Linked DNA regions of Oryctolagus cuniculus: region 2 is linked to region 1. The links are chromatin contacts, called in public Micro-C maps. All regions are on one chromosome and are shown on one strand. Each heading gives the region's core, a stretch centred on a gene start, on an enhancer-like site or on the middle of the called end of the contact. The rest is flanking DNA. Distances are from core to core; before and after follow the strand shown. Region 1 holds the start of MRPS24 (mitochondrial ribosomal protein S24). Region 2 holds the start of YKT6 (YKT6 v-SNARE homolog).

The links. Hi-C and Micro-C count contacts between places; a contact is called where the count stands out from the background.
Region 2: a Micro-C map of ear pinna shows a contact between it and region 1, with 3 times the contacts expected there. The contact joins the promoter of YKT6 here to the promoter of MRPS24 in region 1. A contact is called at or near these places in 3 of 6 Hi-C or Micro-C datasets (ear pinna, psoas muscle and an unstated tissue).

The regions. Positions count from the first base shown.
Region 1 is chr16:51,491,477-51,494,199 of mOryCun1.1, forward strand. MRPS24 (mitochondrial ribosomal protein S24) reads right to left here and starts at 1,294. Exons shown (of 4, transcript XM_070059877.1): 1 at 1,178-1,294; 2 at 1,030-1,098; 3 at 822-933; 4 at 1-10. The coding sequence starts at 1,216.
Region 2 is chr16:51,667,704-51,670,403 of mOryCun1.1, forward strand. It overlaps YKT6 (YKT6 v-SNARE homolog), which reads left to right and starts at 1,353. Exons shown (of 7, transcript XM_008261819.4): 1 at 1,353-1,604. The coding sequence starts at 1,501.

The sequences.
Region 1 (2,723 bases), core at 44-2,543:
TGCAGGCTCCCTGAGAAGGCACCGCGCAGTCAGCCCGGCCCGGCCCGGCCCGGGAACCCGAGTCCCACCCGCCCCTGCCTCCTCCTGCTGGAATAAGCTCTACTCCACGGCCCCACGAACCCCCTGGCCAGCCCTGGGAAGCACTCCGGTAGTACAAAGCAAGACTGAAGCCTGGGCCAGGGCACGAGGCGCAGGTGCCGGCTCCACATCCGGGTCCCCTCCGTGTCCGTGGCTGCCGCACGGAGGCACTGGTCATCCGCCGGCCAAAGAGACGACACCAGCTACTGCCCGTCGCTGCACGCCGCTGGCTGCCGTCAGCCACAGCCGCGGGCGCTCAGGGAGGGCCTGGACCCCGCACGGCGCGCACAGCCTCTGTTCCGAGTCCCACACTGCACCAGGCCCCAGAACCACGGAGAACGAGGGTCAGGAACAGGGCCTGACTGCCCACTGACCCTCCGCTCCTGGGGGCAGCTCCGGCAGGGCCGGCTTCCAGCGGCCATCTGGTCCCTACCGGACACGGCTGACCCCTTCACGGAGCTCGGTCCGCGGCCCCAGCAAAGCCGGCCTCACGCGCGCTGTCTCCAAGCCCCGGGCCGGCCTTAACGTTCAGGAACAGCAGGCGCTACGGGGCCACTTGAAACAGTGACGTCACACCGAGCGGGAAAACCCAGTTCCCCCCGGGCTGGGAACAGGCGCCCGTGACCTTGAGCGGTGCTCGGACGCGCAATCAGAATGGGCAGGGCCCCGGGGCCCCCACGCCCGTGGCTGCCCGAGCTGCTCCCCGCCCAGGGGACCCCGGACACGCGCGAGGTCGCGCTCACCTGTGTGCAGCGACAGCCAGCCCTTGCGGTGCGCGATGTGGTGCGGCGCGTGCGCCTCCTCGTAGCTCACCGGCTTGTCCCCCTTGCTCACGCGCACTCGGGCCGCCCGGTTCTGCGAGCGGGTTCAGGTTCAGGTCGCCGCGCCCCCAGACCCCGGCCCCGCCCTGCACCCCACGCCCGACCCCGACCCCGACCCGGCCGCGCTCACCTTGGCGCAGGCCGCCGAGGTGTGCAGAGCGCGCCAAACGTAAGGCAGCTCCCGGCTCCAGGACAGCACCTGTGCAGAGAGAGCAGGACTCGGACACCGGGACCCCCACTCCTCGTCCAGGCCCGCAGGCGCCGCGTCGCCCACTCACCTGCGGCCCCAGCCCCAGTCCACACGCCACCACCGCCATCTTGGGCCGAGCGGGACGAGCGGAGGGGGCGGGACCTAGACGGGCCGGGGCCAATAAGGTGCAGGGCGACGGTCGAGGGGGCGGGGACCCGGCGGGGCGGGACTCATGGGCGTCGGGCGTACGTCAGAGCGGGGCGGGGGCTACAGGGGGCGTGGCCGGGGCGGGGCTGCAGGGGCGTGGCAGGAGCGGGGAGGCTTCGGAGGAGTGGGCGGGGCGGGGTGCAGGGGCGTGGCTGAGTGGGTGGGGCGGGCCGCGCTCACCTGATGCCTCCACCTGCGCCGCGGGTCTCCTCTATTTCATATCCTGGAATTTGATAATGCAAATTGCCGGGCTGCGTGAGGTTTCCCGGGTTGACCTGGTATGAAGCACGCTACTGGCCCCTGGGGAGATTATCTCCGTGCCCGGGGATATGGAAAGTGGGCGGTGCCCCACGATGGTGCCGGGGCGAGGCAGAGAGAGAGAAAAACAGGAGTCTCGGGTCGCCTCATTTCCTGGAGCGAGATTCCTCTGACTGGAAGCTGAGCCCTCCAAGAACCTTGATGAAGGACAGGGCCTATTCCGGTGGGAGATTTGATGCAGAGATAAGGTGAGCAGGGGCGACGTCTCCGGTCCCCAGTTCTCTGCGAGCTGAAAACTCCCAGCTTCTCAGGAAGAATTCTTTTGAACTGGGAGTGTGGGAGCCGGCGTCTGATCTGCCCGGGTCTGAATTCCAGTCCCGCTTCCCGCATCACGTGGGCACTGACACCCGGGTCTGAATTCCAGGCCCACTTCCCGTGTCACGTGGGCACCGACACCCGGGTCTGAATTCCAGACCCACTTCCCGTGTCACGTGGGCACCGACACCCGGGTCTGAATTCCAGGCCCACTTCCCGCGTCACGTGGGCACCGACACCCGGGTCTGAATTCCAGGCCCACTTCCCGCGTCACGTGGGCACTGACACCCGGGTCTGAATTCCAGGTCCTCTTCCCGCGTCACGTGGGCACCGACACCCGGGTCTGAATTCCAGGCCCACTTCCCGTGTCACGTGGGCACTGACACCCGGGTCTGAATTCCAGGCCCACTTCCCGCGTCACATGGGCACCGGCACCCGGGTCTGAATTCCAGGCCCACACCCCGCGTCACGTGGGCACTGACACCCGGGTCTGAATTCCAGCTCCTCTTCCCGTGTCATGTGGGCGTGATGATGGCAGTTGTAGGCTGACTGACGGAGTGAGCACTTGTGTTCAGGATCCCTACACCTCCTCTCAGAGATGGACCTTGACCAGGGCAAAGATCCTTGTGACTCACACAGGGGCCACAGGCAAAGGTGACATGGCAGGACACCTGTTGAACCTGAGACGACAGGAGACCGCGCTGGCCTCGGAGGCGGGGCCTGGAAGCTCACCTCCTCGGTCTGGTCGACGCTCTCATGGAGCCTGACCGTCCTCCTGGAAACCCCCTGCTGAGCTGGATCTTTGCAAGGCCGCAGTGACCTGTCCAGTGGGCCAAATACTCCTGTAGGCTCGG
Region 2 (2,700 bases), core at 103-2,602, 180 kb after region 1:
CCCGCACGGCTGAGAGGAACCAGGACAGCCCAGTACAGCCCCGCACAGCCCTAGAGGAACCTGGACAGTCCCACATGGCCCCAGAGTAACCAGTACAGCCCCGCATGGCCCTAGAGGAACCAGGACAGCCCCGCATGGCCCTAGAGGAACCAGGACAGCCCCGCACGGCCCTAGAGGAACCAGGACAGCCCAGTACAGCCCCGCACAGCCCTAGAGGAACCAAGACAGCCCCCCACGACTCTGCACAGCCCTAGAGGAACCAGGACAGCCCAGTACAGCCCCGCACGGCCGAGAGGAACCAGAACAGTCCCCCTCGACCCCACACAGCCCTAGAGGAACCAGGACAGCCCAGTACAGCCCCTCACAGCCCTAGAGGAACCTGGACAGTCCCACATGGCCCCAGAGTAACCAGTACAGCCCCGCACGGCCCTAGAGGAACCAGGACAGCCCAGTACAGCCCCGCACGGCCCTAGAGGAACCAGGACAGTCCCGCATGGCCCTAGAGTAACCAGTACAGCCCCGCACGGCCCTAGAGGAACCAGTACAGCCCCGCACGGCCGAGAGGAACCTAGACAGTCCCGCACAGCCCTAGAGGAACCTGGACAGTCCCGCACGGCCCTACACGGCCCTAGAGGAACCAGGACAGCCCCGCACGGCCCTAGAGGAACCTGGACAGTCCCCCACGACCCCGCACAGCCCTAGAGGAACCTGGACAGTCCCGCATGGCCCTACACGGCCCTAGAGGAACCAGGACAGTCCCGCATGGCCCTACACGGCCCTAGAGGAACCAGGACAGTCCCGCATGGCCCTACACGGCCCTAGAGGAACCAGGACAGTCCCGCATGGCCCTACACGGCCCTAGAGGAACCAGGACAGTCCCGCATGGCCCTACACGGCCCTAGAGGAACCAGGACAGTCCCGCATGGCCCCAGAGTAACCAGTACAGCCCCGCACGGCTCGAGAGGAACCTGGACAGTCCTCCACGACCCTGGACGGCCCAACACTGCCTAGCGCCGCCCAGGAAGACCCTGGACTTCAGAGCAGCAGGCAGGAGGGTCCGGCCCGGCCCACGAGAGGCTGCGGCAGCCCCGCCCAGCGACAGCGCCCCACGCCTCCCCTGCCCGCCCAGCGCGGGCTCCCCGGGCGGGGGCGGGCTCCCCGGGCGGGGGCGGGCTCCGCGGGCGGGGGCGGGCTCCCCGGGCGGGGGCGGGCTCCCCGGGCGGCGCCCCGCCTCTCGCTACGTCGCACTTCCGGTCCTTTCTGCATCCGGGGCACGAGTCTCCCGCCGCCCCCCGCCCCTCGCCGCCGTCACGGCTCGGGCGAGGCCCCTGACCGGAACCGGAAGCGGGCCCGGAGGCGGAAGCTCCGGCGGCTTGGTCAGCAGCTGGGCGCGGGGAGGCCGGGAGGCCGGCGGGCGGCGGTGGGGAGCCCCGGAGGCGGCCGCGCTGCTCCCTGCGAGCCGGCCCCGCGGCCAGGCGGGGGGCACCGGGGCGCGGCGCCATGAAGCTGTACAGCCTCAGCGTCCTCTACAAAGGCGAGGCCAAGGTGGTGCTGCTCAAAGCCGCGTACGACGTGTCCTCCTTCAGCTTCTTCCAGAGGGCCAGGTAGGCGGGCGCGGCTGCTGGCCACGTGGAGCAGCGGGCATCGGGAGGCCCGGGGCAGCGTCAGCGCGGGATGGGGGCGCGGGGGCCCGGGGTCCGGCGGGGGCGGGGCCTTGGCCGCTGCCCCCAGGCCTGCGCTCCGGTCAGCGGACTGCACCCCTGCGGAAGCAGCCGCCGTCCCCTGCGTCCTGGGGTGGCGGCCGGACCCGGTGGTTTCCAGGTTCTTGGCATATAGAGACAGTGCAGGCTCGAAGGGTCACGCCCAGGGCTGACCTCGTCTGCTGCGGGCCAGCAGCCGGGTTAAAACCGCCGCCTTCCAGCCGGTCAGTGGTGCCGTCGCGAGAGCCAGCGGGGCGTCCCGGAGACCCCCACAGGCTCCCCGCCGCCACGGAGGACTCGGGTGGTGGTGGGCGCCGGGGCTGTCCAGCGAGGACTGCGCGGGCGGGGTGGGATCCGCCAGGCTTCCAGGGCCTGTGAAGTCGGGCAGGTGTGGACCAGGGGAGCCGCAGGTGCCGGAGGGTCGCTGTCCGTGGTCACCGCCGCCGGCCCCGTGTGCCCCGCTCTGTTTCTCCGGACAGTGCTGGCCGGGGCTGAAGGATGGCTGTCGTTTTGTTGAAACGTTCTGCTCCTTCCTGTTAATTTTTCTTGTATTGTGGTAAAGCGAGCACACACGTGCAGAAGTTACCATTTTCACCGTGAGACGCGTGCCGTTCAGTGGCGTGAGCTGCGTTCAGAGCGTCGTCCGGCCCTGGCGCTGCGCGGCCGGCTCTTCCTCTTCGAAACTGGAACCCGCAGCCGTTAACACGGGCTGCCCGATCCTCGGCCCGCAGTCACTGCCCGCCCGGTGCGGTGGACCCAGGGACCTGGGTCAGCCCCCGACGTGCCTGCCTTTGGGGACAGTGCCTGTTGTCCCCAAGGCTGGTCCACGCTGGCGCGCGTGTCAGCGTCGCCTGCCCGTTGGCGCCCGCACTGTCCCGCCGTGCGGACGCACCATTGTGCTTGTCCCATCCTCTGCTCCGGGAGCCCTGCGCTGCGGCGCGGTGCCACGCACCCCTCGCCACCCCGCGGGCCGTTTGCTGCTGGGTGAGCTGTTGCGTCA